Linked DNA regions of Sus scrofa: region 1 is linked to region 2. Evidence: chromatin contacts called from public Hi-C data. All regions are on one chromosome and are shown on one strand. The core of a region is the stretch at or near the end of the contact, and the rest is flanking DNA. Distances in the headings are between cores, read along the strand shown.

Evidence for each region. A called contact is a pair of places that touch in the nucleus more often than the background predicts.
Region 1: a contact with region 2 is called in a Hi-C map of epiblast stem cells, with 4 times the contacts expected there. The contact joins the promoter of FERMT3 here to the promoter of PLCB3 in region 2. A contact is called at or near these places in 1 of 5 promoter capture datasets (liver), 7 of 47 Hi-C or Micro-C datasets (blood, epiblast stem cells, fetal liver and 2 more) and 2 of 2 datasets of contacts at active chromatin or transcription factors (alveolar macrophages and skeletal muscle).

The regions. Positions count from the first base shown.
Region 1 is chr2:7,905,362-7,911,853 of Sscrofa11.1, reverse strand. FERMT3 (fermitin family homolog 3) reads left to right here and starts at 1,962. Exons shown (of 15, transcript XM_003122594.4): 1 at 1,962-2,365; 2 at 2,882-3,054. The coding sequence starts at 2,895. It overlaps STIP1 (stress-induced-phosphoprotein 1), which reads left to right. Exons shown (of 15, transcript XM_003353794.4): 15 at 1-411.
Region 2 is chr2:7,857,312-7,864,191 of Sscrofa11.1, reverse strand. It overlaps PLCB3 (1-phosphatidylinositol 4,5-bisphosphate phosphodiesterase beta-3), which reads left to right and starts at 4,009. Exons shown (of 33, transcript XM_021082884.1): 1 at 4,009-4,209; 2 at 6,868-6,880. The coding sequence starts at 4,111.

The DNA of each region.
Region 1 (6,492 bases), core at 713-3,212, 50 kb before region 2:
CGTCATCCCCCTTCCCTTCGTCCTCCTGTGGAAAGAGGAGCTGGGACGGCGGCACGCAGCACGGAGCAGAAGGGAGAGGAGGGGAAACAAGCGAACAACTGCTATATATTTATACAGACCCCTGTGGACGATGCAGAGACTTACACTCCGTTACTCGTGCAGCCGCTGCCTCTGGGCCCTCCCGGCACACGCATGGTCTCTTCTGCTGCCCTCGAGTTCCATGTCTCCTTCCCCTGCCCCCAGTCGCTGTCTCAGCTGCTCTCCCATAGTTGGTTATTTTTTATTTGGGACAGTGGGCTTGTATGGGGAGGGGAGGGTGTGCTTCCCAACCTCAGGTCCCAGCTGTTCTCACATTGTTAACTCCACGTCCTCTTCTCCAATAAAACAAGCCAGTCAGGCGTGGTTATACAAGGCTGTGTCCCTAATTTTTATGCCAAAAGATTTTGCTGTCCTGCGGGGTCACAGCCTGGGTTGGCAGAAGTGTGAGTGCAGATTGGCTCCTGAGAACCAGAGCCTGTCTGTCTGTCCTCAAGGGGTGGGGTCTGTGTGAGCTTGACCTGGTTCCACAGCCTAGTGAGGTGGCCGCTAGGTGGTGCTGTTGCTCAGTGAACCATTGGAGGGAAATCGGAGGCTCCAGCCCAGAGAGGCCCAGCTCCTGAGGTTCAGATGAACTTCCAGTTCTCCACATTCTAATCTCAAATCCACAAACCAGTTAGACCCAAAGGATGCTGGATCTCACCCGTGAAACAAAACCAATTTCCATTGCAAGAGATGCTTCAGACCTCCCTTTTGGAGAGCTGAAGTCTGTCAGCTGCTGCTTGTTAAGTTTTACTTCTTAACTCCCTGCCCTGGACTGAGCCTGAGCACTTTATCATGGTTGCAACAAACTTTCTAAAACCTTGGCCTGGGGTTTCTTCTGGGGCTGGAATAAAACTTCCTCATTTGCTCCATGAGTGCAGCTTGTTGGTTAGGAAGCAGCTGAGGCCAGCAGCTGGCTGCACTTCCTGCAGCCTTGACTTTGCATAAACTGGCCCCTTGGGAATCCCCAGCAGGCCGCCTCACTCATTTGGGTGGCATAGTTCAAAAGCCACCTCCACAGGGATTCCTCTACCTTTGTTGCTACTGTCTCTTCAGGCTCTGTTCCATCCCCAAACTGATCATCTAGAAAGTTGGATTTCTGCTTGGGGAGTTCCCATTGTGGCACAGCGAAAACGAATCTGACTAGGAACCATGAGGTTGTGGGTTTGATCCCTGGCCTTGCTCAGTGGGTTAAGGATCCGGTCTTGCCATGAGCTGTGGTGTAGGTCGCAGACTCGTCCCGGATCTGGCATTGCTGTGGCCATGGCATAGGCTGGCAGTTGTAGCTCCAATTCAACCCCTAGCCTGGGAACCTCCATGTGCTGAGGTTGAGGCCCTAAAAGGACAAAAAACAAAGAATTTCTGCTTGGGAGCTGCTGGTGAATATAAGGCCTTGCTCCCAAAGCTCAGGTACCCGTGTGGGTGATAGGCAGGAAGATGATGGGCTGCCAGGAGTCTCCAAGTCCCGTGTGTGTATGGACTTAACAGGAGTGAGCCTCGTGGGCCCTGGCCTAGGGAAGCACGAGCAGGTGGTGCCACAGTGGCGGAAACAAGTCTGGAGCCTTAAGACCTGAAGGTGCGGGGCAGGCAGGTTGGGAGACATCAGGGCTAATTTCTGTTCAGCCACTCCCGTGGGCAGCTCTCTGGCTGACAGGTTTGGAGGTAGAAGTCCCTGCTTGGGCAGAAAAGACAAAGCGGGTATTTCCCTCGGGGTTGGGGGGCTTTCACGGATCTGCTTTGTGGTGATAAAGGGCCTCCTAGGCTTGAGCTGACTTGACCTGCCAAGTTCCCAAGCAACCCGGATCCCACCCACAGCTCCCCCTCTTGGCAGCAGAGTGATGCGTACAGCCCAGAGACCCCCCCACCTCATGACAGGTTGGAGATGAGAGATGGCTTTCTCTAGGGGAACATGATTTGGTAACTTCTCTGATTTGAATTGAGCTTTCCTCCAAAGGAAGGGACTCTTGGCGTGGTCTTGGGTCCCCAAGCCCCACTTGCTTCCTGTGCTCACTGGGAGCAAAGGCAGGGCCCCAGTGGAACCCTCACCGCCACCGCCACCTCCACCTCCCTACTGGCAGTTGCTTCCTGCACCCAGCTCCAGCCCGCCCTGGGGAGGGGCTGAGCCCGCCCTGTTCATGATAAGACGCAAGGGCTGCCCTCTGAAGAAAGCTCCAGAGAGAAAGCGGAGGGGAAAGAAGCGAGCAGTGGCCTGCAGGTGTGCGGGCTGAGGCCAGGAGTGGCTCACACCCTGACCCCCCACCAGCAACCCCACCCCCTTGCAGACAAGGTAAGTGGGTGGGAGGCCGGAGGCCCAAAGACCCTTGTCTTCCCCGGCCTCCCGGTGCCCCTCTGCCCAGCGTGCCTCTCTCCATGTGGCAGCCTGGACTTCCCACTGCCCTAGAGAGGCTCCGGCTGGTTTGGGGTGATGGAGCTGAGCTTTGGGCCTGATCCGGACTATTTTCTGACCTGGGTTTACAACCATTTCCAGGGTGGGCAGCTGCCAGTGTGGGCTTGGGGCCGGGCTACGGGCATGGAGCTGAGTCATCTTGAGGGAGCCCCTTCCTCTCTTACCCGCCCTCATCTTCCGTCTGGTACGAAGGGAGAGGGCTGGGTGACGTGGTCGCCGAGGGTCCCTCCAGCTCAACCATCTCCGCTCTGCCTGGAACGACTCGGCCCGTGTCTTGCTGCCGTTGGGGCGTTCTGGCCCGAGGGCTCACTCTCTCCCTCCCGCTTGCCCCGGGGAACCACGGGCGACCTGCCAGGCCCCGGTTGCCCACCCAGCGTCCTGCCCACCCTCCCGCAGAGCCACCGCAGCCATGGCGGGCATGCAGACAGCCACGGGGGACTACATCGACTCGTCCTGGGAGCTGCGGGTGTTCGTCGGAGAAGAGGACCCCGAGGCCGAGTCGGTCACCCTCCGGGTCACAGGGGAGTCGCACATCGGTGGGGTGCTCCTGAAGATTGTGGAGGAGATCAGTGAGTGCCCACGGGTCCCCTGGCACTTCCGGGCCGGCCCTGCTGCGCAGCTCTCGATAACAGAGTCGCAGTGACTCAGGCAGCAGCTTAATCATTTGGTTCCAAAAAAGATATTTCCCCAACTTAACTTCCGCTCCCTCCCGCTGTCTTTCCTTCCTCCCCTCCAACTGGCTTTGCTAAGACCCCAAGGGGCAGCCCCAGTCCCCCGTTCACCCACTTCTGGGCAGGAGAGGCCTGGCCTTGGGGGTCATTCTGGGGGTCTGAGGGGAGAGCAGAGGGGGCTCTTGGTGACAGGGACTCACTCCCACACCCTCTCCTCAGGCGGAAGCCCTCAGCAGGCTGGTGACAGGCCCAGCCTGGGTGGGAAGGCCCTGCCCCCACAGGAAGTTACAGCAGAGCGGCCTGTGGTATCAGCCTGGAAGGGAGCAGGCCTGGTGATGGGGGCTTCTCATCGCCTTTCTCTGCTGGGAGCGGGGGCGGCCCCTTCCTGGGAGGGCAGCAGGCCCACTCCGATAGCCAGAGCCGGAAGGCAGACCCACCGATAGGCCCAGGCAGCCTGGGTCCCAGGGCCCTTGCCCGTGGGGACAGGTGGATTCCTCAGACCAGCTGATGTGCCCTGCAGAGCCCAGGAGGGAGGTCGGTCAGCTTGTGGACAGCACGGGGCCCCGGGCAGCCCGGCCAGAGGCTGAGGTGGTGTGGGGAGCTTCTAGAAGGCAAGGCCCAAGGAGGCCGTGAAAGCAGAAGTGGAGACTGGCGGGTCCCTCAGGAGGCTGGGCGTCAGATGGAGACTCAGCAGGCCTGGCCTCGTAGGGCAGAGAGAACGAAAACCCGGTTGGCCCTGGGGCATGGCCCACGGCAAAGCAAGAGACCTAAACAAAAAAGCTGGTCAGACCCCACTCTCCATTGCTGCTGGGCCCCCAGGGTCAAGTCCCTCCAGTTCCTGTCCCCTGGCCTGGGATACTGTCCCCATACCTTTTCTCCCACTCCGACATCTCTGAGGCTCAGCCAAGCCGCCTGTGCCAGCTGCTGGCCTGGAACGCAACGGGGCAGGTGAGCCTCCCACTTTAGCCGCCAGCACAGGGCTGAGCATTAGCTGATGCAGAAGGGGAGCCATCCTGGGAGCCTGGAGCCAAGATGGGCCACAGCTAGCCCAGGACAGAGAGACTTCCCAAGAGAGGCTGCTTAATATGCGTCCTGAGAGGAAGCTGCAGCAAAGAGGAGCCCCGCCAGTTTGGGGGCAGAGCTGAGGTCCAAATTGGGGCCCCTAGGCCAGGGGGGGACTCCTGGAGTGTCACAAGAAACAAGGCTGGCGTGACCACCATAAGGCATTTTAGATTCCATCCTGGGGAGTTCCTGTTGTGGCTCAGTGGGTTAAGAACCTGATATGTGTCGGCGAGGATGCAATCCCTGGCCTTGCTTGGTGGATTAAGCATCTGGGGCATTGCCACAAGCTTCAGCGTAGCTCCCATATGAGGCTTGGATCTGGTATTGCCGTGATTATGGCATAGGCTTCAGCTGCAGCTCCAATTCAACCCCTAGCCTGGGAACATCCACCTGTGGCCCTAAAAAGAAAAAACAAAAACAAAATGAAAAACAGAAATAGATGCTCCATCCTGGACGTGGAGAGCCGCAGCCAAAGGGTTTCCAGCGAGAGGCTGGGGGCAGGGACACCAGGTCTCCTATGGACGGCAGTGAGGATGGCCAGGCGGTGGGTCTTACCGGCAGGATGAGCACAGACGAAGCGTGCTGGCTGAAAGTGGAAGGAATGATGCTCGGATGTGGAGGGAGAGCTGTAGTCACCCAGCCCCCAGAGGCTGCGGCGGCGGCGTGAGGGGAGGCGGCAGCGCCTCTGTCCAGCGTCCGGCAGAGTGAGGTTAAGAGGACCTGGGGCGCTGGGACTAGGAGTCATCACACTGAAGTCCCAGAGCCTGGCACATGGTCTGGTGAACCAAGGCTGCTGGAATGATTGAAGGCAGCGGCTGGTGGGTTTTTGGCTTGGGGTCTCTCACAGCGAGAAGAGGAAGCTGTGGACCACGTGAGACCCCCCGGAAAGGGGCTGCGGCCAAGGAGGGCGAAGAGGGTTCTCTTACCGAACCAACAGGGAGGGATGGGGGCGGGTCAGGAGAGGTGCCAAAGGGTCAGAAGGAGATGGGCAGTGGGCGCCCCAAAGCCAAGAACAGAGTGAGGGCGCACTGGGGAAGCGCTCAGCATCACTGTCGACCTCAGGGCAGGAGGAGGAGAGAGGCAGGTGGGAGGGCATAGAGCTGAGGGCCTGGGACCACTCCCCTGGCAGGGCTTCCACCCTAGAGGCTCTGCTCAGCCTGTGCCTTTTTTTTTTTTTTTTTTTTTTTTTGTCTTTTTGTCTTTTGAGGGCCACACCCACAGCATATGGAAGTTCCCAGGCTAGGGGTTGAATTGGTGCTGCAGCTGCTGGCCTACACCACAGTCCCAGCAATGTGGGGTCCCAGCTGTATCTGCATCCTATACCACAGCTCACGGCAACGCCAGACTGTCAACCCACTGAGCAAAGCCAGGGATTGAATCCGCGTCCTCATGGATGCTAGTCGGGTTTGTTAACCACTGAGCCACGACGGGAACTCCCGTCCTGTGTCTTTGTGCTCACCTGGCTCTAGTTCAGGCTCCTGGCAAAAGGATGGAGAGTCGAGGCTGTGGCCTCCATGACTGGCTGCAGGACCCTGAGGTGTTGGCGTTTCTTTCTTTTTTTAGAAAGAGGTTCCCAGGCCAGGGGTTGACTCAGAGCTGTAGCTGCCGGCCTACGCCACAGCAACACCAGATCCGAGCTATGTCTATGACCTATACCACAGCCCCAGGGCAACGCCAGATCCATAACCTGCTGATGGAGGCCAGGGATCGAACCTGCATCCTCATGGATACCAGTTAGATTTGTTTCCCCTGAGCCACGATGGGAACCGCGAGGTGTTCGCCTTTCTAAGCGAATACCCATGCACTGTATAGATGCGGCCGCATGCCTGTCAGACACCACGCCCTCGCCACGTGGCGGCAGGGGCTGCTCGGGCTCCGTTGTTGCTCGTATCTCAGGAACTTAAAAGCTGAAGGCCAGGGAGGGTCTAGCCAGCGTGGCCAAGGTCAGATAATAACCCCTGGATATTTACAGATTCCCTGCTGCAGCAGTACCCAGCATGCCCCCAGGCCCTGCAATCGCCTCTGCCTCCTGAGCTGGGGGCGGGGTGGCACAGAGGGGCCATGAGGCCAGGAATTGCAGGAGGACATTGCAGGGAGCCCAGTGGGCTGGAGTGTGTGAGGCGGGGGGTGGGACACTGAGATTCTGGGTTGGGGGCTCCCCTGGGAAGGGACTCCCCTCAGCAGCAACTGAGCCTAGAAGGACAAGCAGGGGTACCCAGCAAAGAGCTGTTCTGCCGTGACCCCGCCCTAAGCTGACCCAGCCTAGCCCTGCCC
Region 2 (6,880 bases), core at 2,760-5,259:
ATTTGTTCATTGTCTGTCTCCCATATCTTGATTGTGAGCTCCATGAGGCTAGGATCTGCCTGGCCTTGTTTACTGCTGATGCCCATGACTGAGCGAGCCTGCTGGGCTTCACACCCACGCGTATCCAGCAAATCACCAGATTCTTGCTGAAATCTCAGCACCTAGAAGGGACTAGTGGTAAGTGTTTGATAACTACTAGTTGAACAAATGATCAAATGAAAGAATGAGTGTCTTCCTCTGTGCCTCCATTTCCTTTTAAGGCTGCGGCAAAGGTGAAATAAGAAAATTCATGAGGAGTTTTGTCGTGGCTCAGTGGAAACGAACCTGACTAGCGTCCATGAGGATGGGGGTTCGATCCCTGGCCTTGCCCAGTGGGTTAAGGATCTGGCATCGCTGTGAGCTGTGTTGTAGGTCGCAGACACGACTTGAATCTGGACTTGCTTGTGGCTGTGGCATAGGCTGGCGGCTGCAGCTCCAATTTGACCCCTAGCCTAGGAAGCTCCATGTGCCTGGAGTGTGGTCCTCAAAGGTGGAAAAAAAAAAAAGAGAGAAAGAAAGAAAGAAAAAAAGAAAATTCATGAAAGTTTCAATGACGGCACCGCAAACGTTAAGTCACACAGCCAGATAGACATGGAACTCAGCTCATGTACCCAGGTCCCCGGCACAAAGTCTAGACTCACATCACGCAAAGTTGTGCAGCTTCCTTTGAGATGCTTCCACAGATGGTAGGCTCACCTTCTGCAGTCCCAAGCAGAATCTGAGAGGCATGGATCCTAGCCTCTCACAGACACCCCCTCTCTGGATGCCAGAGAAGCCTTCTTCGGTAGGTGGGCTTCAGAGAGAGGTTGGCTCACGGTCACACAGCTGGTGCTGCAGACAATCCAAACTCAGGACTTCAGGCTTACCCTACAGTTGGGGAAAATAGACAAAGAGAAGGCAGTGTCCGAGAATGGTCTGCGTGGTGACGGTGGTGGTGGGATTCATGCCGGGTGGGCTTCTCCCTGGGAGGGCAGGGGGACAGGATCACGTGGCTCAGTCCAGGGCTGTACCTCCTCCCTCCCCAACCACCTCCTGGCGTCCCCAACCTGGGGGTCAGGGACAGGGTGACCCTGTTCTTGCCGATTAGGCAGGACCCGCCCTTTCTAAGAGAGCCCCATCCTCAACCTGGCCTCCGACTCTGAACTTGGCCTCACAGGCGAAGAAGTTTATCCAAGTCCAAATTCCCCACCACACCCTACCTCACCCCACCAGGGTGCGTCTGCTCTTTTTGAAATGGAGCGTTGATTCAGGTCTTAGGGGTGCTTGTGGTTAAGAGGGAGGATATACTATAGCTTGTTTAGGGAGTGGAACCTAGAAGGAAGACTGGGTACCAGCCCCAGGTCTGCCCCCCCAGATGCCATGCCCCTGAGCTATGCCCTTCCTATCTCTCCTCCCCTCAAGGCTGGTGTGAAAGCCTCCTGTCAAGTCCAAATGTCAGGGTATCCTCTGCGAGTGGTCTGGGCAGGACAGGGAGGAGCCAGGGGTGCTTTTCCTGACTCTCCCTCTTTTCACCTCCTATGCCACCCCCAGGGCACTCCCAGATTCCTGGAGCTGAATCCCCTGTCTGTCCAGTCCCTTCCCTTGGCCACACACCCTGCAGATGGCTAGGATGGCCTGCCGCCATCTTGGTCTCTAGGCTGCTCTGCATGGATCCTTGGAGTGGAAGAACTGGGTTCGAATCCTGCCTCTGCCCTAGGCGAAGAAGCAGCGGGCAAGTCACGCACCTGCCCGGAGCCTCTTCAAGGGGGCTGATTCTGCTGCCTTCTGGTGGTTGGGGGTGGAGGTCAGTGCTCCAAGACCATATCCCGGCCCTTTCTCCCCTGTCTGAACCCTCCGGATGCTGCTCCTCATCCTTGAAGCCTCAGGCTGTGGCCTCTGCAGCCCCACCCATCTCGGGATCTCGACCCCCCTCCACCAGAGGGCAGCTAAGGCTGCTTATAGCACCTCCTTGAAGCAGAGGCCCTGGGGAGGGTGCCGGCAGGCCAGGCTCCCTTAATCGAGGGTGGAGGCCGGAAAGGCTTCCACCATTACTGCTTGCCAAGAAGCCCTGCTACCATTACCAGGGCTGGAAGAAGGTGTCCGAGGAGGAAGGAGCCCACTAATGGGGGCGGCCCTGGCCTCGGGAGACACAGGGGTGGAGGGAGTGGGGGAGGGGCTCAGGTCCAGGCAACAGGCTCCCATCCTGTTTTTCAAGGAGCTACTGCCTAAAGCTTCTACCCCTAAGCTCAGGCCCTGTTCACCCCTTTCCTCCTTCCTCCCTGCCACCCCCACAGCTTACTCTCCACTCCTGGCATAGTCAGCTATCTATAGCCAGGAGTCATCTCATACCCATTTGTTTATTTCATCCTCTGAGAACCTCCAGCTTCTGGACAAGGTGACTGGTCGCACAGAGAGACCAGGTTCTGCCGGTAGCCTTGAACCCAGGCCAGCCAGCAGAAAGGCCAATCTCCACCCTGCATGGCCTTGCCCAAGGAGACCTCTTGGTCCCTGAGTCTCTGTTGCTCGGGGCTCTGTTGCTCTGATGAGAGAGGACAAGGATCACAAGTCCTGTCCCCCGTCTCCCCTTCTGTGTCTCCTCAAGGGCAAGGAGTAAAGGCAGGACTTAAGTCAGCTTTCTAGACAGAGGGCTGCAACCCGCCTACGAAGCTGTGTGACCTTGGGCAAGTCCCTTCCCCTCTCTGGGCCTCAAGTGGAGATAATAATCACACCCCACAGGGCCTCAGCCAAAGGCTAGGGGATCTGCTAGGTTTGAGTTTGTGCCCAACGTGGCAGGATTTTGAAGACAGCCAGTGCCAGGCAGACCTGCCCCTGGGGGTCTGAGAGCCTGGGGCAAAGGCGCCTGTAGGGCTGGCTCCTCCTTAACCGAGCCCTCCTCCCCCAGAACCAGCTCCATCTCTTTCTGGGTTTCTAGGTGACTTGGCTGGCCCCTCTGGATGAGTTCTACTTTAAACCTGCTGCTGCTACTGCCTCTGTATTGGGGGGGCTCCCACAGGGCCCCCAGGCAGGAGCCCCCCCAGCCAAGCCCTGCGGGAGGGGCCGCAGCCCCCACCCATCTCTGCTCTCCTGTCTTCCCTGCTCCCATCCCTGGAACAGCAGATTTCAGGGCACCTGCTATGGGCCAGGCGTGTCAGAGCCCCTCCTCAATCCTCCTTGTTCGGCGGACACCCAAGAGGCTTCCGACCCCTCTGGGCAAAGAACCAGCTGTCTCCTTCTCAGTTTGCTGTCGGAAGCGCCACAGGGCCACCAGGCACCCGGTTGCGTTGTGAGGGTCTGCGGAACAGGAAGAAGGGGCGGGGCGGAGTGGAGGCTGTACCAGGGATCGCTCTGGAAAACCAGGGTGCTTGGGTCCTCCAAGGAGGCGGCAGGCTCCCAGCCTCCTTGGGCTAAGGATGGGGGAGGGGCACCTATCGGCTGGAGGCCCATTAGCTTGCTAAGTGCTCCCAGGGAGGGGGGACCGAGCTGCTGCGGGAGGTGGGGGTGAGGCGAAGGGAGGGCAGAGAAGGGGTGGGAGTGGCTTTTCCAGCTCTCAGCTAAGTGCTGCAGGAGTAGGGTGGGTGGCAGGTCTCGGGCGCCCCCCGGCCCAAGTCCTGCCATCCATTAGTACCCCCACCCCCGGCGCCTCAGAAACCTCAGCGGGCAGACCCCCGCCAGTCTTCAGCAGCGCCCTCTACACCCAGTCCCTCCAGCTGCACCCCAACAGCCCCCGGCCCCTAAGCGCCCTCCTCCCACCCCAGGTCGGTTCTGCGGAGCCCCCCCAGCCGAGGGCCCCGATCGGGGCGTGCCCCTGTCCCATCCCTCCTCTGGCTGCAGTCGCCACCCCGGCCGCCAGGGGCAGCAGACGCGGGGCAGGCGAGCCAGACGCCGTGGGAGGGGGCGGCGCCGCTGCGGCCCCGCCCCCGCCCCGCCCCGGCCGGGCCCCGCCGATTCTCTAGTCTGTCCGGGACAGACTGGCGGGCGGGCTCTGACGCCGCCGGGCCGGAGCGGGCCGCGCGGGAGCGCTCGGAGGGAGCAGCGGCGCCGTCGGGTCCCCGTCGGGGCTCCGTGGCTCCCCGACCCGCCCCGGGCCTGGCCATGGCGGGCGCCAGGCCCGGCGTCCACGCGCTGCAGCTGGAGCCGCCCACCGTCGTGGAGACCCTGCGGCGCGGGAGTAAGTTCATCAAATGGGACGAGGTAAGCAAGCGCAGGGGCTTCCTGCTTCGCGCAGATCCAGGGACTCCCTCGCCCTGCTCGGCCAGATGCTGGGGACCCCCAGCGCAGACTGGCCTGGCCGCCCGCGCCCCCCCCTCCCCGCATCCTAACCCGGCTACGCTCCGGAAACTTGAGTCCCCAATCTTCCCCGTAATGAAGACTTTGTCCCCCACCCCCAACTCCAGCCCGTCATCTCCGGAAAATTTGGCTTTTACTCCTTGTCTCGGAGACTTCGAACCCCAATAAATCCCAGCCCCCCCTTTAAACTCGCCCTTCTCACCTTTCCCTGCCTGTCTAATTCTGGTTCCCTACCCCTGGCCTGGTCCCCAGACAGACCCTTTCCCGGCGCTGGACAGTCTGGCTAGAGAACCTTGGCCCCCAGTCTGGCTCAGTGTACCCCCAATTCTGAGTGGGTGCCGCTGGGACTCTACCCTTCCCAGTGCCCTAATCTGAACATTCTTCTCCATTCATCACTTTTTCACCCTATTCTGGCTGGCACCCCCTTGCCCTGCTTTAGATCCCAGCCCAGCTCCCTGCTTAGGTGGGATCATCAAGTCACCCCATAGTGGAGACTTTGCCCCCCAAGTTCCTCCACCCCGGGGGAACTTTGCTCTCCGCTCCTTAGCATCGGGACTTTGAACCCCAATAAATCCTGTCTCCCCCTTTCTACCTGCCCTGCCCCCTGGTGCTTTTCAGAGGCCCCGCTCCCACCTGCGGCTCTGCAACCGGTCTCGCACCTCACTCTCGATTTCCCACCGCCCCTCCTCTTCCCCCTGGGCCCCTCCTTCCCCAGGGCTTCCCTCGCCTGCCTGAGCTTCCTTGCTGCTCCTTCCCAGCCAGGCCGGAGGCCCGAAAGACTCTGGGCTCCTTTCCGGCTGGGTGGGGCGGGTAGGCGTGGGAGCTGGGAGGAGGGGCTGGGGGCGTGGCTTGAGGTAGCAGGTGTGCCCCGGAGGGGTGCCTCGGCGCCCCTGGAGTTGGGGGAAACCCCTCCCCCCAGGCCGGCCTGAAGGGAAAAGTTTCTCCTTTTCCTTCCAGTGTGATAAACCCAAATAAGGAAGTGGGAACAGGGAGAGGGCCCTGGGGGTGGGGTGGGGGTTGCTGACAAGAACTTGGGGCCTGAGAGCCTGGGGCCTGTGCTGCCTTTGAAGACCTGACCCCTGAGGAGAGGCAGGGGGAGGCCCTGGGGGCAGTATGCAGAGAACACCCCGCTTCTTGCACTACTGGGGGGCTCTGAGCCCCAGAGCAGGGTTAATCCCAGAAAGGGGCCAGGATGGGTGCAGCAGACGAGGCGGCAAAGGCAATGCATCCCAGCAGTTCCCAAGCCTCCTGTCCCCTCTGCCCCCAGATCAACCTCCTGTCCTTTGTAAGCAACGCCCGAGATGGGCGGGGCCGGTGCAGTCCCCATTCTCCTGAAGATGGAAACAATCTGCAGAGTGGAGGCTCATCCCAGGGTCCCCCCCCCCCCCCCGACCCCCGTGGGGTTGTGGCTGAGGCCTGCAGCTGGGAACCTGGCGGCGGTCCTGGTTCGCTGCTTCCCAAACTCAGGACTCTGGAGCCATACTGCCCACAAATCCTGGCTCTTCTTGTTGACCTTTGGCAAGCTGGCAAGGCTCCCTGGGCCTCAGTCTCCTCGTCTGTAAAATGGGAAGAGCAATGGGGCAAACCTCATAGGTGGCTCGCAGGACAACATGAGCACCTAGATATCCAGTGCTTGGGCCTGTCCCTGGCACGCAGCAGGGGCAGCGTGAGGGTGAGCTGTCGCACGATCGTCCACCAGGGAGCAGCAGCTTGGGGGTGGCACCATGGGGAAGCAGGGTCTTCCGGCCTGGGGCAAGAGAGTTCTACCTGTGGCCCCTTGGTCACTGGGGCTCTGGCTGAGACTAAGCCCCTGATGAAATCCCACCCCTCTGCCGCCACTGCTGGTTCTGAGTCACACAGGGTGGCCCTGATGAGAAACGAGGCCAGTGTACCCTTTTCTGCCCTCCGTCCAGCCATGGGGCTGTTTGAGGACAGAATTCACTGTCTGGTCCTGAAGATGGGGTGGGTCCCCTTCCCAGGGGGCTTGGTCTGTGCTCTGTAAGACGAGGTGAACCGTGAAGTTCTGGGGCTTCAGTGGGGTGCAGGGTGGGATAATGGACTTTGAAGCAGATATAAGGGGTGACTGGTCAGGGGACCCCAAAGGACAGAGAAGGACTGTGGGGATCGGGCTTCCAAACCCTCTTCTTTCAGTCTATAAATATTCCCAAGGGGGATGGGGGAGGTGTTCAGCCACCAGGGAATTCTCAGAGCTTCTGAGGAAACTGAGCCCAGGGTTGGGTTCTGGGGAGCCCCCCCCCCAAGGAGGTAGGTCAGATTTGAGGTGCAGAGAAGAAAGGGAGAATATCCTTACAGAGGAACAAGGATGCCAAAGCTGGAGGTGGGGAAAGGTTAGTTCGTGGTCCATGTGACAGTCTTAGATGAGGCTGGGAGGGGCCTAGGACCTCAGCTTTGTCCCCAGGAGAGAGCCACAGAGGACCTCTGGGCTGGATGAGGCTTTGTCCTTGCTCACTGGCAGAAAGACTGGGCTGGGTGGCCTGAGGGTTCCAGGGACCAAACCTCGGCGGCAACCTTCACTCCCGGACCCCTGCCATCTGTCCCCAGGAGGCCTCCAGTC